3 separate regions of the Mus musculus genome follow, and all the other regions are linked to region 1. The links are chromatin contacts, called in public HiChIP or PLAC-seq and promoter capture Hi-C maps. All regions are on one chromosome and are shown on one strand. The core of a region is the stretch at or near the end of the contact, and the rest is flanking DNA. Distances in the headings are between cores, read along the strand shown. Region 1 holds the start of Cttnbp2nl (CTTNBP2 N-terminal like). Region 2 holds the start of Slc16a4 (solute carrier family 16 (monocarboxylic acid transporters), member 4). Region 3 holds the start of Csde1 (cold shock domain containing E1, RNA binding).

What was found. Promoter capture Hi-C pulls out the DNA fragments that hold promoters and counts their contacts. HiChIP or PLAC-seq counts read pairs in DNA pulled down with a chosen protein or histone mark.
Region 2: a contact with region 1 is called in a promoter capture Hi-C map of embryonic stem cells, with 3 times the contacts expected there. The contact joins the promoter of Slc16a4 here to the promoter of Cttnbp2nl in region 1. A contact is called at or near these places in 3 of 39 promoter capture datasets (embryonic stem cells, liver and pre-B cells).
Region 3: an H3K27ac HiChIP or PLAC-seq map of bone marrow-derived dendritic cells shows a contact between it and region 1, with 8 times the contacts expected there. The contact joins the promoter of Csde1 here to the promoter of Cttnbp2nl in region 1. A contact is called at or near these places in 1 of 39 promoter capture datasets (liver) and 1 of 115 datasets of contacts at active chromatin or transcription factors (bone marrow-derived dendritic cells).

Annotation. Positions count from the first base shown.
Region 1 is chr3:105,051,180-105,054,485 of GRCm38.p6, reverse strand. Cttnbp2nl (CTTNBP2 N-terminal like) reads left to right here and starts at 1,533. Exons shown (of 6, transcript NM_001163332.1): 1 at 1,533-1,586.
Region 2 is chr3:107,289,488-107,292,793 of GRCm38.p6, reverse strand. It overlaps Slc16a4 (solute carrier family 16 (monocarboxylic acid transporters), member 4), which reads right to left and starts at 1,564. Exons shown (of 9, transcript NM_146136.2): 1 at 1,379-1,564; 2 at 269-386. The coding sequence starts at 355.
Region 3 is chr3:103,018,708-103,022,013 of GRCm38.p6, reverse strand. Csde1 (cold shock domain containing E1, RNA binding) reads right to left here and starts at 1,468. Exons shown (of 19, transcript NM_001161854.2): 1 at 1,345-1,468.

The DNA.
Region 1 (3,306 bases), core at 284-2,783:
TTAGCAGACTGTGGCACAGATTTGGTGTTATTCTTGTCATTTTTCTTTTCCAGTTCTTAACTCTATAGCCTTCCTCCGGTTCTCTTGGTTTCTTTGACTTCGTCTTCTCATCTTAATTTCTTACAGTGCTATCCACATTGCAGGGTAAGACAGTCTTCCCACACAGCACTGACACAGATAGTATATGGATGAACGAAGCGCTGTGTGGACAAGAAATACTGTTTGACTTCCTCTAAACCGTGATTACTTGGGCTGGGTATCTCTTTACCCAGACTGTAAACTGTACCTGTCTCGAGGGCTGTTTGCCTAGGGCAGTGGTTCTCAACCTTCCTAGTGCTACTGTCCTTTAATACAGTTCCTCATGTTATAGTGACTCCCTCAAACATAATTACGCTGCTACTTCATAACTGTAATTTTGCTGTTCTAGATTGTAATGTAGATATTTTTATAATGGTTGTCTAGGGGGTCGTGACCCACAGGTTGAGAACCATGAGCAGAGGGCTTTTTGTGTGTGTGTGTGTGTGTGTGTGTGTGTCCCTAATAGTCTCTTGCTGAATATTGTGAAAATTAGGAATAATGTATTCCGCGTAATATGTTACTTGTGCACTCAAATACTTGAGTTCTTATATGTACGTGTTACAAGTTCTTTAAAGCAATGCGGCTATTTAAACAGTTCAGTCACTTGTGGTGCTGAAGTGCAGGCTATGTATGGTAGAGTGCAATCTCTTCCCTCCAGGTCTTGTTTCTATCACTAAGATCTGCATTCCTGTGCTCAAGAGGCCAGCCATTTCCCCTCATCCTACTGTTCCGTTTCGGCTTCGTTACAAATGCATGGTCCACGGTATGACGGGGCCCAAACATATAAAATAGCCCCCCACATACATGAATGGCAAGCACAGTGTGGGGAAACACCAGGTAAGTTTGCAGCTATTTGGCTTTGCCCTGAAAGGCAAGTCGGTAGGGGTTATGCTCTCTACCAGGTGCTTCCACCCCAGCGTCTCCCTTTGTGTACATAGTGTGATGTGGTAAAGAAGATGGTCTTGCGCCCTTGCTTTCCAGCACCACACCCAAGGGGGAGAGAGAGAGAGAGAGAGGGAGAGAGAGAGAGAGAGAGAGGGGGGGGGGGCAAAGAAGACACGTTACTAGGTTTTCAATACTAATTCGAAAACAAACGCTAAAACTCACTTCTTTTATTCACATTTTAGATAAACCCTCAATTAAGCCACCACAAGGTGTTCCCAGGGTCCTGAAAAGTTGCAGAACCCGGGCGGAGACCAGAGCGAGCACAGACTCCAGCGGACCAGAGGAGGGTACTTCCTCCCGGAAGTGACGCCAGCTCAATCCCAGCCTGGCTCTCCCAAACAAAAGGGATCTTGCGGCCCCAGGAGGAGCCGGGATGACTTTGGAGAAGCCCCGCCTTCAGGCGGCGAGGATTGGTTTCAGAGCCGCAAGGGTAAAGCTATGATTGGCGAGGGTATCTGCCTGTCACTGCCGCCGGCGGGTAAGGGGCGGGTCCTGGGAGGCTGGGGATGGGGAGCGGGCGGCGGAGGCGGCGGCGGGGAAGGATCCCGGAGCGCCGAGGCCAGGTACGGAGCGTGGGCTCGGGGCTCTGCGGTGCCGGGGGAGCCGGGTCTCCGAGAGAGCCTCCTGGCCCGGAGCGTGAGTGGCTTTCAGCAGAAGTCCCTGTCGGGGTAGGGATGGTCCCCCTAGGGGGCGGGGCCGCCGCCTCCAGATCCCGGGATTCCCCAAGGAGGCGTCGCGGCATCCTCCGGGGTCTTTACGATTGTTCATTGTCTCTCGCTAGCCTCCGCCCCTCAGCAGGGGTCTCCTCCTGACCTGTCTCACTCTAGGTCGCCTTTTGCCCAGCCCTAGCCTCAGAGTGGTACTGGTGGGTACCGTTTTCTAGGCTGCAGCCCCCACCCCTATATTGGATCCCTGCGAATTCAGACATCCTTTCCCACATCTGTCCCTGCTGGCAAGCGTGGGTCCAGAACTAGGGTTCTGTATAAGATTTAAACACACACACACAAACCAGCGTTTTCCTTATGAGGGATGGGCGAGGGGGAGAAAAAAAGACGAAACCCAGACAGACACCTCCAACAGCCAAAGCGGCCTTTCCCCCTCTTTTAGCTCTTCCCATCCCCCAGCCTGTGATTGCTCCTACAGCCTCCCCAGATCCTGTATTCTCTTTCTGAGTGTTGAAAGCTCCCCGGCTTAAATTATACATTATCTTCTTCCCATCGCCCTTTGTACCTTTCTTGCCCTTTCTGTTTCTTTTGGGAGAAACCAGCTTTTAGGGGCTTTTTAGGTTTGAGTTGCCTTTCGATTTTGCTTTCTACCCGGTTTCTTCTCTTGAGAACTTAGTAGGGAAGCATCCGCATATTTCATAGCAAGGTGGGTGTGTTAGCTTTCAGCAGAGCTGGCCTTGTGTGGGTAGGAATGCAGTGTGTATTGTTTGACAGTCACTGAATAATACCATATTTTCAAATGAAATGGTGCCGAGGAGTCAGTAAATGCCTTTGCAGAAGGAGTCCCCATCTCCCAATTTGGAGTGGGCTGGTCCGTTGCTCAGGGAAACTGCAGTTAACCTTGAAGGTGTATGGCAGGTTGAAACAAAAGACAGGAAGTATTTGAACAAAATTCAGGTTCAGTTGGCTAGGTTTATAATTAATCTGGTCCTGTGGCCTCTGAGTACTGTCTCACCCCTCTTTTATAGTGGGATTTTACCCTCAAAGGAAACGAATATACATGTAATGTGGTGGTGTCTAGCACACCATCATCATCAACCAAAATTTAAAGCATTAAAATAAAAGGTACTTTTCAGTTTCAGAGAGAAGGGCAGATAAAAGCCTTGGGAATTCAATTTTCACGTCTCTGTAGAGTCCCTGTAAAGATCTACTAAAGTCTTTGGCATTTTAGCAGTTGCAAAGTACAAATGATTTTGTCCTGACATTAATGTCATTGAATCTCCAGTCATCATCTGTGGCCAGCAGTACCACCTATTAATTTTTCCATATTTTTAGCATTTTAAGTTTTTATCTCAAGTTCATTTTCCTGTTGGTTATTTATAGCTGATAGAGGCGAGGTGCGGAGTTGCAATCAGAGAGGGTGATTGTAGTGGCTGTTGTCTGCAGCCTTCCTGAGTAGACTTCCTGAAGGTAATTAGTTTTGAGTAGTCAGGTTCCTAGGTTTCAGAGCCACTCTAGGGGGCTGCAGATCTGTTCCATGATTGTTTCCAGATATGTAGTGAGAGGAAGCACAAAGAAGAAACTGTATGCAGGGTCTCTCCCACAAACACAAAGTTTA
Region 2 (3,306 bases), core at 315-2,814, 2.2 Mb before region 1:
ACTGCCAGCCATGCCTGGAGCATTCTCTGATTGAGAGATGATGAAGAGGCAGCGGAGAGGCCTGGATGGGAAGGCTTCTCCTTTCTCTCAGGGGAACAAACAGCTCAGCTTCTGGGTTCAGCCAAGGTGGCCTCTGATCTTAGCAGTTTGGGCAAGTTCCTGGCTTCCTGTCTACTCAAATCTCAAGATTCCTTCATCGATCTTGTTAGACTGCTTTGAGCTTTTCTTCGTACAGTTCAGCACTTGGAAAGGGGAAAGAAACACTTACCAGGAAAAAATGAAGCACGACCATCCACCCCCATCCTCCATCAAGGGGTTTGGTGTAAGGGGAGGGCGTTTTTTCCTTCTTCACCATGATGCTTCCTGTAGGCTACATGCGGAGATCACTGGAACAGATGCAAAACAGTTGATTCAGTAGTCAAGAAAGTAATCTAACTGTAAGTGGGATATTTTGTTTGTCTTTTTGGTTGGTTTTAAGACCTGCTTTGTGGCTCCACCTGGCCTAGAACTTGTGGCTGTCCTTCCTTTACTTCCTGAAGGCTGCGATTATAGGTGTGCATGTTAAACTATTAAATTTTATTTTGTTCCATGGTATGAAACTTTTCACTTTTCCGTTCCCCCTTAGTTACGTGAAGTCTGCCTGATGTTAATAACCTCGAGTCCCTGATGGGAATGGCCACTCTACTTGTGCTCAGGATCTCCATCAGCTGTAAGCCAGTTTTAGAGGAAGCCATGTGTTACCCATCCATTCCTGTGAACCAGCCCTTGAATCTAAAGAAAAGTTAAATGGGAGGGGGCTCTTGGGTTTAGACAGCCCCTTTTTATGGAGCTTAGGTATTTTAAAGAACTAGATAGCCCAACAAAGTAACTTATCTCTTTAGAGGATACTAGATCAGAAAAACAAATTGGGAAGCCCACTTAGGAAATATGAGTGATTTGAAATAGAGGGTACTAAATAGGTTAAATATTTTGGTTGTGGTGGTGAACTTATGATTCTGCAGGAGACTAGTCTCCACCTTAGGAGAGAGATGCTAAGCATTCAAGATTAGAATGTCATAGTGTGCTAACTTCAGACAGAGTTGAGTAAATAAATACCCACATATTGAGAAAGAACGTGTTCTGAGGAATGGATGTTATCCTCATCTGTCCTTGTGAAAGCAGCCAGGTGTGTATGCGACGCATGTGTGTGTGTTTAGTGTCTAAAAAAGTAAGGTCTGTTAGATTAGACAGAAAGATGCCAGTTGTGAGATGTGTGTGTGTGTGTGTGTGTGTAGGGGGAGAGATTTCTATTAGATAATTCTAGACAGAGAGATTCTAGTCATTCCAGGTCCCTGAGAAGACCAACCCATCACCCAATTTCAATTCCACTTCACCTTACCTTTAAGCAAATGAATCCTCTAGAGACAAGAAAATTTCAGGTGAAAAATTATTTTCCCTAAAACGTTACTCTCTTTCTAAGGCTTCCCATTCCGCTGCTTGGTGGAAACAACCAGGCACTGTAGTCAAGCGGGGGCAGCGCTGAGGTTTAGCAGCTCCTGCCTGTGGACTTTACTTCCTGAGGGAGGAGGAGGAAAGGCTGTAACTTGAGAACAACTCAGGCCAGCCTTCCAGCCAGCCCACAAGGTACACTTTTTTCACCTCCGGCCAAAAGCCATTGGGTAAACCAAGGAGAAAATCTTCTCAAGTCTGGGATGGGGGATGGGACTCCAGATTTTTGAAAGTTGTCCAAAGTTCCTCAGGGAGGCTGAGACTAGTTTATAAAAGAAGCATAAAAGTCTTCCAGAGACGGGGGAGCTCTTTCTGGACCACAAATGGCAGTGCTGGAGCTGAAGATAGTGCTCCATGCTAGATAGTGCTCCATGATAGAGTGCCTGCTTAACGTGGGTACCTGGGTTTAGTCCATCTTAGCAAACCCACTGCAGTCCTTAGTAAATCCAGGCTGCTCTGTGCCCCTTTGTGCCCTCTGACTCAGTAGTATGATTAATTTGGGGTTTCAGGCCCCATTTTAATCGCTTTTTTGAACCCGATTACTTTAACTTTCCATGAAGATATATACTTACAGTAATTTTAATGAAACTTTTTCTTACTGAATTTTGGGAATAATTAAGGCTGAGTCCTAGAAAATTACCCGAATAATTCAACATTCCAGTCCAATTTCCTTCCTTAGCTCCACCTTCCACATTAAAAAAAAAAAAAGTCAACAAAATAGTGCCTTTGATCTCCTACACCAACATTCCAGGTTTTAATCCAGAGTGTATTTTAAGCCCAAGTATGGTTTCTTTGTTTGATCTGGAAATCTGCACCTTTGTTCTGTTTTTTAAACATGGGCTTCTCATCCTCTTAAAGCCCATCTCTAATTTTTCTTATTAAAATTCTTAAAGAAGGATGGCTTAGTTTGGGAGAACGCTCCGTGAACGCAACCATGGAAACATGATGCAGATATGGGTGTTGGTGGGAAAGATCAAAGAAACAGTCAGCAGAAGGCAAAACACAGAGGAAGAGATAATTATATACTCCAGAAATGTTTTTAGTGACCATCCATGGGACTGTTTTCAAGGTCTTTGGTGGCAGGATTGATACTCTTGAAACGTTGAGGGCTAGTGAGTAATGCTGGTTTGGATAGAAGCTCAACGTTGCATTTTAAGTCTTGAAATCCTGAACAAGCTAACCTCTTTGAATTTGTTTCGAAAGCTATAAAATGTTATTAATACTATTTTACAAGATTGTTTAGGATCAAGAATATTTCTTACTGCAGTGTATGGTAGCTCGCACTTACAGTCTCAGCATACAATGCAGAAGTAAGGAGGATTGCTGAGTTTGAGCAAATTGGGGTTAAAGTCAGACCCTGCCAGGCCGGGGGTAGTGGCACACGCCTTTAATCCTAGCACTCAGGAGGCAGAGGCAGGTGAATTTCTGAGTTCGAGGCCAGCCTGGTCTACAGAGTGAGTTCCAGGACAGTCAAGGCTACACAGAGAAACCCTGTCTTGAAAAACCAAAAAAAAAAAAAAAAAAAAAAGTCAGACACTGCCCCCACTCCCACTCCCTCCCCCCAAAAAAGAAAAAACTGTGATGCATTCTTGTTAATAAGAGGAAAGACTTGTTAAGCTATCTGGGATACTAGTTAATATTTCAGCATCTGTAACTACTGATTCAATGTTGCATTTACGGGGTCTTTAAACATATGAATATCTCAGCCTATAACCGTTTTTAGCTTCTGTCCCTAAAGCTATTTGGTAAGAATTTACTATTATTTCTCTTTTTAAAAAAGATATTTATTTTTATTTATGTGAGTACACTGTAACTGTC
Region 3 (3,306 bases), core at 219-2,718, 2.0 Mb after region 1:
GCCAGCCATTTCAAGGCTAACCTAGGTTGCACAGTTTAAGGCTATAACCAATAAACAAAAGAAAAACAAACTTGGCAGTTTTGTGAACTAGAAGTTCACATCAGCCTAACATAATGTCCAAACTCAACTACAATCTTTAAACATCCTTAGTTCCTTTCTGCCCGTCCTCCTCAACTGCTTAAACAGCACTATCTTTTTGCTCATTTTAGTTGCAGAACAAGGAAACTAAGTGGTTTAATAATGTTCAGAATGTTTTCTGCAGTGGAAAGTGTTAAGGAGTACTCCCTGCTCACCTGTGAGTCAGGTTGGAGACCAGCCACAAAGGTGTTTCTAAGGTTAACTCTTTAAAGCAAAAGAACCGGGGCACTAAGATTGGGTATGGTTGAAACGTTCGACGGTCAAATCTTCCAATTTAATTTGCTCTCCGACTGGGGCTCTCACACTAGATAGATACATGACAAAGCCAAGCCATTCATTGCACAATGTAGGCCAGCGCTTGCACCACGGAGGGAGGGCATCACGGAACTCTCCTAACGCATGCCATTTACCCCAGACAGAAAGGTGGGAGACACGTGCCTAGAACGGGGCCCGACTCCTTTTTCAAATGCCAAAGGACAGTTAGGTGTGGAGACCCAGCCACAAGAGAATGTGAGTAAAGGTGTCAATTCCGCCGCGCTAGGGTCAGATGTGGCTGAGGGAACAGAGGTGTCCCGCAGCACTTTCCCTAGATGGAACAGGGTCTCAACCCACACACAAAGAAGGCGCCACTGCCGCACTGCGCTCTGGTAGTCGTAGTAGTATCCCCAAAGCCAGTGACGGCCAAGACAGACAAGGTCCCGAAAAAAAGAACAGGCCCTTCTCCCCGGCCTCTTCCAGCTGCACACAAAGGACCGCGCCACCACCCCCTCACCCCTCCCGCCGGGACTTGTAGTTCCCTTTCCCCCGCCAAGCCGCAGAGGGGGAAGAGGACGGACTACAGCTCCCGGCAGCCTTCGCGCCCGAGCCCCGCACCCTCTGCCTCCATCTTGGCTGCGGTCGGAGTTTCCATTTTCGCTCCCTCCCCCCACTTCAGTCACCGACACCGACACCGACACCGCCGCTACCCGCACCCCCTGGCCTCACCTCCTCACTAAGGCTTCGCGGCCGGCCCTGAGGCCGAGACGGTTGAAGCCAGGGTGAAAAAGGGACGCCTGGAGTAGGAACTCACACTGAACTCTCCTCCATCCGGAATTCTAGGAGTGCCCACTCTGACACTCAGAGGTCCCTCCCGTTAACCTGAGTCTCCTCAGCTGTCTTTAACCTGGCTCGTTGCTACCCCCACTTTAACACTGAGGTCGTACTCACCCCAACAGCTCAGCGCCCCCTCTCCAGCGCCGCCATAAGCAGCACGGCCCGGTACGTAGGAATAAATCTCGCTTCTCTCGCGAGAGTTGCAGGCTCCGAGCGCGTGCACGGGAAGGTGGGGGGAGCGTGCTCTTAGTACGCTTGCGCGCGAGGGCTGAGTGACGCCAGCCGCTGACCTGCGTTTAGCCACACGCAAGCCGGTGACTCTTCTTCTCTACGTTCGCCCCTGGGTAGTGCCAGAAGCAATCTCTGCGTTTAGTGACTCTGCTGCGACGCTGGGGGCGGGGCGAAGGGTGAATTTAGGCGTTCACCCGGTGTTCGCGAGCCCGAAAGCTTTCAGCGACGAGGCTTGAGTAGGAAGGCCTTATGAAGTAGGAACAGTTCTGAGGGCAGATCCGGGAGTGTCGTGAATAAAAAGATTTCACTTTCCTCAGCCATAATCCAGGAGTCCAAATCGCAGTTTCTCTTTAGTCACGGGACAGGCTTTCTCCTGTCTCCTACATTAGAAGGGATTTCATTGCTTTAGAGAAAAGTTTTTAACAAAGTAATTTGTAAAGCTTTTGTCTTCCAGAAACTACATTGCTTGCGACAGACAAAAATAAGCGAGGCTGTATTATCAATAAAATCTAAAATTCCCCAAACCACTTTAACTGTCCGTTTCAGTTACCAGAAGATTTTTGTAGTGTGTCAGTCTGAATAAGTATTTAAAAGGCTGAAAGCAGGCTAAAAGCATAATTCACCTGACTGGAGTAGAGGAGTGGAATGGTTAGATCTAACCATTGCAAAGTTATTTAGGCTGCCCTGTCAATAATCTAGAAAACAATTACTTTACTTTTACTATCTTGTTGGTTTTTTATTTTTGTTTGTTTTTTGAGACAGGGTCTCACATGTAGCACATGCTGCCCTGGAACTCTGGGAAATCTGCCTGCTTCAGCCTAGTGGGATTAAAAGTGTGGACAACCATGCCCAACTTCAGTGGTCCTCTTAACCATTTTGGGTAAAGGGTAGCTCCCTGAGGACACTCCCATCTATTTCCTGCTTCTGTGGGAGAGGAGAACATTCTCATCCTGGTGTACTTTCCTTGCGGGGGAGAGACAGGGACTCACCCAGAACTTGCTGTGTAGATCTAGCTGGCCTAGAACTCATGAGATACCCCCCCCCCTTCTCCTGGCCTGGCATTAAAGGGGCGTGCCACCACAACCTGCCAAGTGTACTTCTTACCCATACTTTCAGTTGGTTATTCAGAGAAACTGCAGACCTCTGTAGACATAGGTAGGGCTTTCAGGGGAACAAATTACATGTAATAAAATAAAATAAGCAACAAATATGAATATTGTCCCCCCACTCTGTGTGTGTGTGTGTGTGTGTGTGTGTGTGTATTGGAGACCCCAGTATTGGAAAAGCCAGAGCCATGAGATACCTGCAAAGCTGAAAGGAGTTAAGATCTGAAGAGCCCTTTGACGTCAGACATGGAGATGAAGTTTGGAGTTTGCAAACTGGTTCTCAGTCTTGCTTTGCAGATTACAGTTAAGAGATTGCACAAATCTCAGAAAAGACTTTGAACTAAGTTGAGACAGTTAAATACTAGGGGGACTTTTATTTTTCCAGACAGAGTTTCTCTGTGTAACAGCCCTGGCTGTCCTGGAACTCACTTTGTAGACAAGGCTGACCTTCAATTCACAGAAATCCACTTACTTTCGTATACCATCACTCCTGGCCAAGTATGGGGACTTTTGAAATTGGACTGAATGCATTTCTGCATTATCATATGGCTGCAAGCCTTTGGGGGCCAGGAACTGGGATGTGGTAGTTTGAAAGAGAGTGGTTCCCCCTAAACTCTTAGGGAGTTGCACTATTAGAAGGTCTGGCCTTGTTGGAGCTGGAACTTCCCATGTAGACTATGGTAGTTTAGAAACCACAGAGATCTAACCGGCTTTGCCTCCCAGATCCTAATCCTAAAGG